Regions from separate parts of the Mus musculus genome. Here region 1 is linked to region 2. A link is a contact called in public capture Hi-C data. All regions are on one chromosome and are shown on one strand. The core of a region is the stretch at or near the end of the contact, and the rest is flanking DNA. Distances in the headings are between cores, read along the strand shown.

Region 1 (7,721 bases), core at 3,967-6,466, 3.0 Mb after region 2:
ACTTACAAACCTAAGCAGAAACTTAAGGCTGACCTTCCAATCACCCAATCTATTCATTGTATATGACATGATTTTTTTATATGTGTGTGATGTATATAGGGGCATCTGCTCGTGTATGTACACGTATACATGTGCAAAGATCAATGCTAAGCATTCTCTTCAATTTCTCCGCCTTCAAGGTCTCCTATGGACCTGGACCTGATCAATTCATACAGCCGGAGCCTGGATACCTTACGAGTCCCTTGCATTCTCTTATCTCTCTCCCCACTGTTAGGATTATGTCAGGTACATGTCACCACAAAGAGCTTTTAACATGGGCACTAAAGATACAAACTCCAGCCTTCAAGCCTGTGCAGCAAGCACCAGGTTGAGCCATCACCATAGGTCTCTCATTAACCACTAAAAATGTTTGTGCATCTTTAATGAAAAGCACTGCTGTCCCCTAAACTCAGTCCAACTCTTATGTACAGATTTCTGACAGCACACCTAGCTCACAACTTGAAGGAATGTGCTGCCTCTGCTCACTGAGTTTAACTCTAAATCTTATTCCCCTCCCACGTCCTGACCAAACTGGCCCTCAGGGCTGTTATCTTTGGAGGTACTGAGCTCAAGAGAAACACTTCATACTGTAGCCTTATTTAGAATGTATTTATATTCATATTCTCACCCTGATCCTGTGTATATGTGTGTGCATGAGGGGGGGGGGGGAAGAAGGGGGAAAAGAGGGGGAGAAGAAAGAGACCTCCTTTCTCATGAAGCAGCCTCTTGCCTTGACCTAAGAACTCAGTCAGTGAGCCCCCCCCAATCTTACAACCAAAAGTTGAGAAGCCAAACTGCTTCACACCCAGGTTTTGAAAGCTGACATGATGCTCATTTTTCCAAGTGATTCCCTCATTTTTCATCTATATTTTGGATTCCTCTGAATCATTTCAGCTCCAATCCCTCAGAAAACTACCACCTTACCTTTCTCTCCTAGTGGTCCACCACTGAAATACTCAACAGCAGTCTTCTACTTTTCTGTCTACCTTCCCTTGACCATCCTCATGGCTTACAGAATCCTTCACAAACCAAGTCCATCAAATCAAGTCTTGCAGTCTAAGTTTCAGCAACACTAAAAACCTTTCAGTGTTCATGCTCTCCTCTCTGCCAGAATTAGTCCTTGTCCTCTCCCCCAGCTTTCACAATGGCTGATTCCATTTACTCTTCTGCGCCTTGTGTGTCTAGCATGGACTGCACATTCCATTTTCTCTACAGGTCAGTCAAGAAAAGCACTGTGTCTAACTTCACCTTCACAGTGCCAATGCCTGTAAGTATTGAGGGAAGGAAGGAAAACACATATAATAGTACAGACTGCAAATCTAAATAGTGTCATATTTGGGTAAATGAACACTTTAAAACACTATACATGAGGAAGAATTTGGCACTATTCAATACAGAGTCAACAGCTCTAAACAATGGCTGTATTATAACTATGTTGAAAAAAATGAAGAGAGGATTTTACTTCCAAAACTTAGTTTTCATAATAAGCTTAACAAGTAAAGTGTTTTTTTAATTTATACTATACTGTGAAAGTACGGCAAGTATCTGTTAAGTTTCACAAACCCCGGAACAAACACAATCTACGCCATTCCCATTCCATTCAGCCACACAGTACCATCTGGCTATTACCCAGTCTCAGGCCTCCGCCATGATTCTTTTCTGGAACTGTTGTTTTAGAAGGAAACAGGCTGTCACTCTGCATCGTCTCCTATCCCATTCCAACAACCTCACAACTACTTCCAAGAAAGCCATTCCATCTCTAACACTTGACACCATATAAAACCACTGTTACGACATGGCCAAGTTATCCAATACTTTAAAAAAAAATTAACCTGCTCTTTATGAAATCCTCGTGTTGTAATTCCCACTCAATACTTCATTCCTAAGACTCTCAAGGAAAAGTCACGTCCTATTTCTCTTTCTACCTCTTCTCTTTGAAGTCTCCCATCCCCTACTAACAGTATGACGACTGCTAACTCCCAGTAGAACTCAATGCACTTTACTATTAACTTCAATGCTGTGGATGCCACCTTTATTCCTCCTTATAAATAAGAACAGTCATACATTTTTCGCAGGAAGGTGCAAGTGGTTCTACGAAGAACAGAGATTTAGTCCCAAGCAGTCCAGCTGCAAAGTCTGTTCCAAATTCCAGTGCCCCTGCCTCCAGGACTGGTTGCCAACTTCTCTGCACACTTATATACATCTAGAGCTTCCCCATGGCTTCTGCACCCGGACCCATCAGTACTCATCTTACTTTTGTCATTCCACCATCATCTGAATCTCCAAAGGCACTATGTACACATGTGGTGTGTATGCACACACTATCCAGGTAAAACACCCATTCATATAGAAGAAAAAGAAAATTAAAAGAAAAAGAAATGATACAGTAGACAACACAGGTTTGTTTTGGATATCCTTTTTTAGTAAACTTAACACTGTAACTTTATCTCTGTCCATCTTCATACCCAGCTTTCCTGGCACTGCTCTTATATACATTTCCACATTGTTCCATAAAACCCAGACTTGGGAGTTTCTGCATGATGCTTCTGTCTACTGGCAGACACTGTGTTTACACCACAGTGATTTCCAATACTACATCTGGTTTGTTTGCTATCTCCCATAACTGTCCTGTATATTTAAACAAAAGTAAAACCTCAAGGATATGGTGATAGCAGCTAAGACAATACTTAGAACAACTGCTTAAGATACGTAAGAAACAGGATACAGAACTGAGGACACCACACACACCTGCTTTTCAAATTGAGTTTGATTACTTCTGCAAACAAACAAACAAAAAGGATTTATTTTGAAATGAAACTTATTTAATGAAATTTATTGGGGAGGGGGCACCTGTACCATTGCACTCATGTAGATGTTAGAGAACAACAATTTATCTTCTATTACAAATGTTTTGAGTCACCTTCTATTTATAAAATATATTTTTAAAAAAAGTCTTTGAAAACGTACTTAGTTGAAATCATAGTGGATTAGGACGATCCCAAATTAAAGACTGATGGATGTCCTTTCAAGTCTGTGTGAAGACCCAATATACAAGGGAGATGCTATACAGAGAGAGTAGAGTGACCTGTTGTCCTGGGTTGCTCAGAAGCCAGAACACCAAAGAAGCACCATGTCCCAGGCCTTCTGAGAAAACAGGGCCCTTCCACTATTTTAAGCCTCCCAGTTTACAGTAAATGGTCTAATCTTATAACTTTCTTAATGATTTAAAAAAAAAAAAGTTCCTGGGACAGCAAGTAATATACTGTACAAGCTTTGTGACCGGAAAAACACAAACCAATCAGCAAACTCTCTTGCTGGGGACTTCTTACTAGCTGTTATGACAAATCTGAGGGTCTTCAACTTCTCAGAATTCCTTCCAGATTATTATCTAAAAGGGTAGGACATATGGGCTGCCAGTTATTAATCAAAATAGAAGTGGGGTGTTAGTTGGGCAGTGGTGGCGCATGTCTTCAATCCCAGCACTTGGGAGGCAGAGGCAGGCGGATTTCTGAGTTTGAGGCCAGCCTGGTCTACAAAGTACGTTCCAGGACAGCCAGGGCTATACAGAGAAACCCTGTCTCGAAAAAAACAAATCTTCTTCAGTCTCTACTGAAGCACTTCTCTGGCTTTTTGAGGTAAGTATTACTATAAGATTCTCATTTTATTGGTGAGGAAACTAGGGCACAAAAGTCAAAAGACAAGCTGTCATTAAAACACCAAATTAAAATCTAGGAAAACTATTAAAAAGAATTTGTAGCACACACAGTCTAAAACCAACTTCTGTTTAAAAATGAATTATTTAAATGGCAAACCCTGGTGAAAATAAATGCTGTTTTGTAAATCTTTGTTGTTCATGTTCTAGACTACAGTGACTTCCTTTCAGAAGTCCTCTAACTTGCCATGTTTCTTTAATGTGTACCTCCGAAGTGAAATCAGGTGTAATACTCAGCAAAGCAGTCAAGTTTACTATCTGAAAGAAAGCTGCTTCCCAGGACCCTCACTACAAAAGCATGGAATTTCTATTTCTCAGGATCTTCCTCTACAAGCTGGAATAGTAACTTAAGGTTAACTAATAAGAAAGGTAGGCAAAGAGACCTTCCGCAAGGCAGCAGCACACTCGTTTCTTTAGGTACGGACGTACACTGGAGGTTGGAGAAGTGAAATTCGGAATTACAACTTCAAACCAATGAAGAATGCCTAATTTAACTATCTTTAATTGCTTCCGAACGAAAGCCTATCTCGAAACACCGAAACAGCTGTTACTTGCCTATAGCCTAGGGCACCGAATTGCACGCCTAAAGTTAATGACACGTTTGCCCGTAGATCTCCGAGATCTCGTCTACGATACCCACGGCGGTCCCGTATCAGGAGCTGAGCCGTCATCCCCTGGATGGGTCAACAGCTGACAAACGGGACACACACACACCACCTGCCTCGGCGTCTGCGCCCGCCCCGGCCCCTCTCTAGGCCCGGCTTTTAATTTACGGCGAGAGTGACCACGGTGCTGGCAGGGTCGCTGCTGTCCACGACAGCCTGGACGAGACAACGAAGGGCGCGGCCGATCACCGAAGCTCCCTGGCCGCGGGCGCGGACGCCGGCGGCACTCGGCAGGAACGCCCCCGGGCAGCGGAGCGGCTCCGCGGCCAGCTGCTCCGCAGAGCCGCGACGAGTACAGGCCAGTGCCAGGCCTGGGAGCCCCCTCAGCCGCGCCCAGGTCCCCGTCCGCCCGTAACCGCCGAAGGAAACGGCCCCGGCAGGGTTTTAGCGTCTTACCTAGTGGTACGGTCCCAGCCGACCGCCATGTTTCACAGAAGCCCGGGTCGCCCGAGCCCGGCGCACACGAAGATCTCGCGAGAACAAGAGCAACTCTCACGGCTGACCATGTCCGAAGGGAGCGCAAATGGAGAACTCGCGATACTTTCCGCGTTGACGGTATGTGATCTAATCAAGCGGCGCGGTCAACCTGAAAGGGGCGTGGCTACGTGGAAACTAAGTGAAAATAGGAGGCCGGTCCCTTTCCAGGAAGGGGAAGTTACCTTCCGCCTGACCCCGAGACAAACCGACTGGAACGGCGCTCCGCACTACAGACCGGAAGTGATCACCAGCCACCTTAAGGCGCCGGCCACACTGCAGCTCAGGTGGTTGAGAGGCCTCCGGCTTTGCGTCTTCATTTATTCCGGTCTACAACACCTAAACCTCCCTTGTCGGGCGTGGAGAACGGTTTCGATTATTCGGTCAGTGTGCTTAAGGATTCCCTAAAAGTAAGCTACGCAAGAAAGCCCGACAGTGTGTGCTCATGGCCCTTCACAGCACAGGACGGAATAGAGGGGCTTTGGAAAAAAAGTTGGCTCCGAAATGCTGGAGAGGAACCCACTCAAGCTCCCGTCCTACCCATTTGCTACCAAATTTTACAGGCACGCGTTGTGGTTTAAAAACAGTTTTAAGGAAAGCGTACTTATGACGAATGTCTACACAGAAAGCACTGTTTTCTCTAATCTTCACAATACTATTGCCAAGAAATACCACTATTTACTTGGTTAGTAGGTAAGGGTTTGAGTTTTAAGAGGGAGGTAAAGAGTAGTTAAGAGCTGTCAAAGAGAAACAGGCTGGGAGATCTTGACTACAGATTGACTGTGTGTATACTCCTTTACTGAAAAGAGACCCTCATCCTTCAAACCAAGGACAAATGCATGCACTCTGGTGGCAATTTAATCTCCAGACTTTCAAGACTACTCCAATTAATCATAAATTCCTATTTGACTTAAGGTTCGTGGATAATAAACACAGCCTCAAGCCAAGATTACCTAAATTAAATATCCAATCTAACTTGTTAATATCGTGACTTTGAGCATATTGCATTTCTTTGTATCTCTATCCCCTCATCTGTCAAATGGGCATAATAATGTGTTGATACATGTCTAAAATGCAAACTTACCTCACTTGTAATCTATCGGCAGCTCCTCCCTGTCGTCTCCATACCCAGGTCTACAGTGTATAGGCTGTAGCTTGGATAAAGGCAGGACTGTTGTTCATTTAGTTACACCTGATCCTTTGTCTCCAGGGCACGTTTCCTTTAGAGTAATAACGATCCCCCTGAGAGTTGGGTTTCACAACATAGCAAAACTAAATAATTTGACCCTGCTATTTTTAGAAAAACAATTTTAAAAGCTAACAAGCATAAAAGTTAATTTTTCCCGAAGAGTGAAACTTCTTAACCAATGAATCAATCATTTAGCTTCTCTGGTTTTCTTTAATGCTTCTCTTTCTTTGCTTCGTTTTGTTGTTTTGTCTGGTGCTTGGCATCAGATTTGGAGCCTGATACAAGTGAAGCTGTACCACTGAACTACATTGCCAGGAAGACCTGCCTGACTTTATAGGTTAATTTTCATATTATTGGTGGCATAATATATGGGAAACAGTCTGCTTTTTAGAGACTCCATCCCATTATGTTTCATTTATTGAAGAGAGGTTTAGGAGTAGGGTTAAAATGCTCAAACTATATTTTTATGACATCCTTTTAATTCTCCGTAGATTGGGGACAAGCTTTAGCTAGTTAATAACAAAAGAGAAACTAATATTACTCTCTAAGGTTCACATGTACCTCAAGTGGCTTTTGTGTCTTATTCTTTTTTTGTTGTTTGTTTTGTTTTTTCGAGACAGGGTTTCTCTGTGTACCCCTGTCTGTCCTGAAACTCACTCTGTAGACCAGGCTGGCCTCGAACTCAGAAATCCGCCTGCCTCTGCCTCCCAAGTGCTAGGATTAAAGGCGTGTGCCACCACCGCCCGGCATGTCTTATTCCTAACCCAAATCTATTCTTCTTTATATATGAACATCACCACCAGCCTCAAATTTGATTGGATCACAGTCTTCTGTGTTTGTTTCTTCTCCCTAGCTGCCAATCTCAGTGTTGTTTGTCCTGAAACTGTTGCCCAGCTTCTCAGCTGTACATAGAGCCTCTTTATCACAGGCTTCAGCTAGAGGTGACTACTAATTCTCTATTCATATTTTGTATTAACTAGTTTTTATTTGCCCAGACAGACTTTACCTATATCCCAGGCTGATCATGAACTTGGGCAGATCTTCTGCCTCAGCTTCCCAAGGGATTACAGGTGTGTGAAGTAGAAACTTATAGTTTCTTTGGAAAGTTAGTTATGTCAAATGATGTTTTGCTGGGGCACTCAGGTGAAAGGATGTCTTGCTAAAGCAGACATAGATGAAAGGATGTTTTCCTGAAGCAGACACAGGTGAAAGGATATCTTGCTATATAGCAAACATGTGGAAGGACCTGAGATGAAGGAGCATAAATGTGACCCCACAGGTGTGAGCCACCACACTTTGCTCTGAACACGTTTTCAACATTGTCATTTATGGGCTTCTGCCATTTTTTCCATGTACCTACTTGGAGCTTGAAAATCTGAGTTTTCTTATTTATATGAATATGTAGGTCCATGATATTTCAGTAGTTCCCAACTTTATTTTTAATCTTGGGAATTGTTTAGTTCCTTTCAGCTTTTTGAGATTCTCTGATAAGATATTGAAATCTTTCTGTATTTTCCTTAAACTCATCAAATTTCCTTTAAACAATGATCTCAGCAGCTCACTGGGACTTTGCCCATGCAGGTTACTGCCTGGACAGTTTCTGGTCGAGTACTTTGAGTACTAGACAAGCTCAGGGTTCCCT
Region 2 (6,913 bases), core at 802-3,301:
GAGTGTAAATTACACAGTTTACATATCTGAAGAGCTGCACATAGGAAGGGCTGGTTCGAGCCATGGGAACATCATTCTAAAATGCCAGTGCCAAATTTGGCACACAGTAAATGAGATTTAGACGACATCTTCCTGCAAGGTGCACACATTTCAGAAATTCTCTCCATAAATATTCATCAGGGAGAGAGCAACGAGGGAGGCTTTGCTCTCATGTGATTTTTACAAATAATTTTTATCCTGGCTGTAGTATTCCCTGACACATTGTTAACATATTTCCATCTTGAAACAAATACTGTATGGTAGGCTATGTAAATATCCTCCTCAAAGAGCATATCCTAAAGATGATGGGCACATTTTTATCCCTCACTAGTATTTCTAACATGAAACAGGTGTGGGGAAAGTCCTATCTTTATCCTTCACATAAACATAAGAGCCATCAGTAGTAAAACTTTTCAACGTTCAAGTGGCAAAGGACTTCCTGACAAGCTTTTTGAGAAATTTGTCCTCTTGGACTTACAGTATAGTTGCTTCCCTTCCTGAATTGTATACTTCCTTAGATTGTGGGGTTGAATTATGCATTTTCAAATTCATATACTAAAATCTTAACTTCTTGTGTGTTAGCGTTTGACCTGCTTATGAAAAGGGTCTGTAATTATTTCACCCAATTAAGAAGAGCTGATACTGGAACTGGACAGGCCTCTGGCTCAATATGGCTGGTACAGGTTACAAAGAGGAATCTTGGATACAGACCCTCATGAAGAAAATAAGCATCGTATGAAAAAAATGAGTTTACACTGCTACACACTAAAGAACTATTTAGAAGTAGAAGAGAGATCTGAATAAATCCCTGCCCCCATGCTGACACCCTGACCCCAGATGTTCAGTCTCCAGAATGGTGAGGTAAGCAGTTTCTACTGTTTAAGCAAACATGTTTATGGTACTTTGTTTCCTGGAAGCCCCATGATACAGTTAGGTTTGAAGCTGCAACCTCCTGGAATCTACATTTTAAATATTCCCCCAAATGGCTTGGAAGTCTTTGAGAAACAGTGCTATGTAGATAGGAAAAAGAAATTAAATCCACCTTTCGATGTAGCAAATACGTGCTTGTTCTTGTAATTTGCCAGCAGTCTTAACTTGGCTGATGACCCATTGGGGGTCTTGCCAGGGGAGGCCTTCACTACCCATTTCTTCCCACCACTTACAGAAAATACATACTTATATCTTAAAAGAGACTGAAAAGCACCAATCTTTTCTTCTCTCCTACCCTTAATAGCTTGATTACTCCGCTTTAGATACACCAGCTGTTACCTTGGTAAAGCTTGTGTCTGATATTCTGCTTAACTGACAGAGCCGGAGGGCTGTAATATTCTCCTTTGTGTGTCTCTGGCTTCCAGCCAGCAAACACAAATAATGCACTCTGAATCTCCCCTCAACGAGTGTGATAATTGATGATCTCTTGATGGAGAATGGGAAACAACACACGAAATTTGCTCCATATTGTTCTGCGTTGGAATGAAAACTTTTCTGACAAGGCAGTCAGAGCCAAAGTGGGAATGTACATCACCGGAAGCTAGTAAAGTTTAGTCACTGCAAAGATCTGGATCTCGCCACCTCTGGATCGCACTGCCCCTGTCTGCCTGCCCTCCCTCGACAGCGCTGAAGTGGAATCCGCACTTGCCCCTTTCCTGTCTCCCTCACTTTCCTGGCTTACCATGACAGAAGCAGGAACTTTGCTTAGGGATAAGTGAACTCTGCAGAGCAGGAACGCTCACGGTTGTCAAGACGACAGGCCACGCCCACTCACAACTCCCAGTGTTTTGCGAAGGACAACCTGCGCAATCGCACTGTAGTCTTCCGGTGAGTACTGCCCAAGTCGTAGACTGGTTACACAAGCCACACTTCCCACATAAGGTACGCCCACATCGCGGCTTTTACCTAATCCCGCCCATTTCCGCCTGATGCCCCGCCCCAGCAAAGAAAGCGGCCTCGAGTCCCATACACTGCTGCCTGTAGTCCCGCCCTGAGCCCACCCCCGCCTCTCAGCTCCGCCCACTTCCGGCAGACGGTCGGAGCATTTACGGCCGTGGTGCCGCAAAGCGCTGGAGTGAGGCGGTCTGAGCAAGCTGTCGTCTGGACCCCAGACCTGCTGGTGGTGAAGTATGCCTTAGGCGAGGGCTTCCGGGCGTGGGGAGAGCTGCGTCTCACACTGAAACGCAGGCTGACCTGGAACTCGCGGGCATCCCTCAGCTTCCTCCTGAGAGCTGGGGTTATAGCCGAGGCCCGCCACGGCCAGCCTTGTAAAAAGGTTTCTTCCTCGCTTCTTTTGCGTCTGGACGAGCCCTTCCCGGGGGATCTGGGGAATGGCGCCAGCTCACGACTAGGTGAAGCCATAGGTTCCGGGCGGGTCCCCCAGGGAGTCATCTGGCCACAAAGGCGAGCTCCAAGAGGGTCGCTACCTTGATATTAAAGTAGTACAGATTCTTCACTGATCGTGGGAGTTTAGTTTCTATGCAAAGCATTCGCCCTTCTCAAGAGCTGCTCACACACTAGTTTAACGTGACTTCTAAGAACCAGTAAGCCATTGTTGTCCCAAGGTCACGGAGCGCTGTACTGTTGTGGCAGCCTGCAGAATTTCAGCCCTTCTCCATAAGAAAAGGCACTTGAGACGTAGAGGAATGGAGACAGTTCTTTAACCCAACCCCAGCTTACGGCCCGTCTAACCCAAGATAGAGTACTAATGCTCTGTCCCTTACATAAACTAAATGTTCTGTTCAGTAGGACTGACAGCTAGTTTTTGTGGGTTAAGGTCATTGGTTGCACAACACTTAAGACCTTACTGCCCTCCGAACCTTGGTAATGAGATAAAAACTTAACACCTACTGCATATAAATTCAAATTTGTTTTATCTTAGCTGTTGAGGTATGGAAGGTAGCCTTTGTTTTGAATTATTCAACAAAGCAACTACTAGTGTTTAGTGACAGAAAACCTCAGACTAAACTAGGAAGTGGTGTGGAAGTACAGTAATTAACATGGTGACTCAGGAGAAATGGCCTTACTCAAAATCACTGTGTCATTATCAACTTCTCTCCTAAGAGGAAAACTAATAGTAGAGATGTGTTAGATCCCATGGTTCAAGACTCTGTGCATGCTTTTTTGAGTTTTGATGTCCTCTAGTCCCTGGGCAGGATTTGTGAGTAATAAGAGGGCTGCTTTCTGGCATCTCTTCATCTTGACACGGGTTGTACTAGCCCCTCTCTCCTGTCATGTACCTGTACCATCTAAAGGCGTATGGTCGCACAACCTCTGGTATGGGGAAATCTGACAGGACAGTTTTCCAGTACAGTCTGAAGGAATACTGAGTCTAGTTCACTAGACCACTGAAACAATACACTGCCGTCTCCATTTCCTTCAGCTTTTTTTTTTTTTTTTTTGGTCACTTGAACATCATGGGGCAGAATAACATCATTGGGCATCAAGCCCCTATTAGAAATAATAGTGTCCTACTAAAATGACAACGCCATCATTCCTTTACTCAAAGTCCCCAGGGAGAAAGGACTTACAGCTCCTCCTTGCACATATCCATGTTCCTGGAATAGCCCGTGACTTTGAGCCATGCACTCATCCAACTTTGATAACTTCCAGGACTCCATGCAGGTCTCTGCAGCAATTAAGTTGTTTTCTAGTTTGCAAACTAAAGGTTTTTCCCAGCAGCAAAAATAAACTAAAAATTCCTGAAAATCAACTGTATCATAAATTACCATCAAAGTGCATGGGGCAGGGGTAGGCGAATCTTTTATTACTCATACTCTGTGGGAAAAGCAATTGGGAAGGAGAACTAAGGCAGGTCTCTAAAAGCTTTCACAAGTTACAAATGCCAAGTTTTATCTATATAATAATTTCAAGCCACATAGTTTTAAGTCATTCTTCAACAAGGTATACCATCCTGGTATTATATTACTCCTCCCCTCTCTCCCTACTCCCACTGTTAATATTATTAGTTAAACACACCTGTTAAATTACCTTTCAGTATTACACTAAATCTTCAGGGAAAGAAAACAAACCATGAAATTAAAAGAGAAAAGAGAGAGATGGTTATGGCAGTAAGACTCTGGAAGCTGGAGCCCATGAGTGACTATGAGTCAACCCTAGCAAACCTCAGTGGACACTCACTACTCTTCCCAAGAGGAAGCAAGCAGAATCAACTAGGATCTGTACACTTGGACACTAAACGCAACACCAGTCACAATTGTCAGTATTAGTGACAGGGTGCCACTATGTAACTTCAATCATAGCTCTCCTTGAACTAAGGGTCTTCCCCTGCCTCAGCTTCCATCCAGCTCAACACAATAATTTTTGGACGAATTTTGAGAATCTCCATTTTCTGCTAGTTAATTGTAAAGTAACCTTTAATTCATCTTTAAAAATAATCTACTTTGAAATTTTATTTTTCCTGAATAATACAGTCCAAAAGATATTAGTTGTCTGGCTCTAAGCAAAAGCAGCAGCCTTAAGGGACAGGATGAAGGGCTGGGAGACCTTAAGAATTCAAGACAAAGGAAACAGGTCTCAGGTAAAAGTGGTTTGTGACAGCAGCCTAGCAGAAGAGGACACTGATTGGGTGGAGAGGGTAGTGGCACAGGTTGTTGGAGTTAGGACAGGGTGAGCATTCCAGGCAAGAGTGGGATCTGGGAGGGAAGGTACGAGGTGGTGACAGTGGTAAGAATTTGGTTCTAGTAGAAGTGATGATCCAAAAAAGTCAATTAATGAGGATAATAGGAACCAGCTTTTTTGCTGTTGGACATGAGTTTTAGAATTACTGACAGGAAGCTAAAATAAAAATAAATCCTGTAATATGGGAACAAGCTAGTACCAGATTATAGAAAGGTCACTAAAAACCACACACATGCACACAACACTCAAGTCTACAGGTGCACACCTTTACTAGGTGGCACTTACTGCCAAATGGGCAGTTCCATTTGTAGTGCTTCTACTACCGTATTTCTCAACCCCTGGGTCATGACCCCTTTGGGGTCAAAATGATCCTCACAGGGGTGACCTATGACCATCTGCTTGTCAGATGTTTATGATTCATAACAGTACCAACATTACAGTTACAAAGCAACAGTGAAATGTTATGGTTGGGAATCACTACACCGTGAGGAACTATATGAAGGGGTCACAGAACTAGGAAGGTTGAGAAATAGTTTTCTAGTACATACATCGTACTTCCTAAGATACCCCATCCGTGTGCTGGTTTATAAACCCGCTACATGAACGAGGCTCTTGGGAAGAAATAATCTCACAGTGGAGAATGGTGGCAAGTACTGTATTCGGGTGGTCAGAACTACCATCAGCCATACTGGATGGAACACAGTGGGAATCTTTTTTAGGTTTGGTCTAACGAGGCCTCTCCTTCTCCTTGGCAGCTAAAGCACCGAGTCAAAAGCATGGTCAGCAGCATGGATGCTGTCTGCTCTGCCTCCCGTGGAACCTTTCCAAGTGCTCCCTTTGCCCGCTGCCTCTTACTCTGCATTCTCCTTAAGGACCAACCTTCTTGATCTTGATCGAACAACCCAATTTATCTTAGTTTTAAAATTTCCTCCAAGAATACTCTTCTAGATTTGGACTCTTAGTTTCTTCCAAATAATCAAGCCAAGCCTTGAGAGCAGGGCAGACAGCTTTACTTTTGGTAAGGAAAGCAGGCTTAGAAAAGTGGTGTTACCCAGTGCCTCAATAAAACAGCTCAGTACAAATAACCATTTGGGGGGATAAGAAGTCTTAATGGCAAAGCACTTGCACAAACAAGAGGGTCCTGTAGACCTGCAAGTTTGTAATCCCAGTGTACATACAGGGGGGTGAGAGGTAGGAGAATCCCTAAATGAAGGAAGGGCCAGCTGTTTGCAGCAACAACTAAGACCCGTGGAAAGGACTGACAGCTGAGGTCATCAGCTCCAAATGCACACTGGCAAGTACAAGTCTGTACACAAGAATGAAAAGCCAGCTCACCAGCTCCATGGGAAGATCTCTGGTTCTTTAAGATTTACAATGCAGTTATTTGCAAAAAAAAGAAAATCTTCCTTTTCTTTAGGTATATCATGTATAAAAGTGGATCAATTCCATGTTAAGTGAAAATGGCCAATTCGTTACGAGGAGAAGTACTGACTCTTTATAAAAATGTAAGTAATTTATGCTGCCAGCTTTATAAATGTTATTATATAACATGGATTGCTTAGAAATGCATCTCTCTTTTTAAAGCTGCTGTATCTTGGACGGGACTATCCAAAAGGAGCAGACTATTTTAAAAGGCGTTTGAAGAACGTTTTCCTTAAAAACAAGGATGTGGAGGACCCAGAGAAGATCAAAGAACTTATCGCACGAGGAGAATTTGTAATGAAGGAGCTAGAGGCCTTGTACTTCCTTAGGAAATACAGAGCTATGAAGCAACGTTACTATTCAGATACCAAAGTCTGACCAATCATTGCACCAGTCGAGCTGACAACCAGTGCTGGCTGTTTGCCTGTACCAACTATTAAAAAATAATTCAGTTTAAAAGGGTGAGATACATGGTTTTTAAAAAAATGAGTTGCCCTACTGTACTGAAATAGGTTTCAACCTTATTGATACTGAGAGCTTTGCCCATAATCCTTTTATTACTGAAATAGTAACTTTAGTACCTTTCATGATAATATAATTTTGAAAGAAAATACACTTAATTTTTAAACATGTTATAGCCAATTTTCTTAAGTCTATTTCTTCATTTACTGATGAGATTGTCACTATCGAATGGTGTCTGACAGGCTTGCCCTTTAGCTTCTAGAGTGTCTTTGTCCTTGTTTTTTGTTGTTTTGTTAGCCCATCTAGTATACTAAAGTGCATATTCAAGGCTCTCTACAGACACCTCAAAATGATTTAA

What was found. Capture Hi-C pulls out chosen DNA fragments and counts their contacts.
Region 1: a capture Hi-C map of macrophages shows a contact between it and region 2, with 4 times the contacts expected there. The contact joins the promoter of Ergic2 here to the promoter of Etfrf1 in region 2. A contact is called at or near these places in 2 of 39 promoter capture datasets (erythroid cells and neutrophils) and 2 of 9 other capture datasets (adipose tissue and macrophages).

The regions. Positions count from the first base shown.
Region 1 is chr6:148,207,158-148,214,878 of GRCm38.p6, forward strand. It overlaps Ergic2 (ERGIC and golgi 2), which reads right to left and starts at 5,217. Exons shown (of 14, transcript NM_026168.4): 1 at 4,813-5,217. 4732416N19Rik (RIKEN cDNA 4732416N19 gene) reads left to right here and starts at 5,131. Exons shown (of 2, transcript NR_015615.1): 1 at 5,131-5,273.
Region 2 is chr6:145,209,096-145,216,008 of GRCm38.p6, forward strand. Etfrf1 (electron transfer flavoprotein regulatory factor 1) reads left to right here and starts at 2,052. Exons shown (of 3, transcript NM_133688.3): 1 at 2,052-2,157; 2 at 6,089-6,176; 3 at 6,256-6,913. The coding sequence starts at 6,132. The coding sequence ends at 6,471. It overlaps Casc1 (cancer susceptibility candidate 1), which reads right to left and starts at 1,875. Exons shown (of 16, transcript NM_177222.4): 1 at 1,712-1,875. The coding sequence starts at 1,714.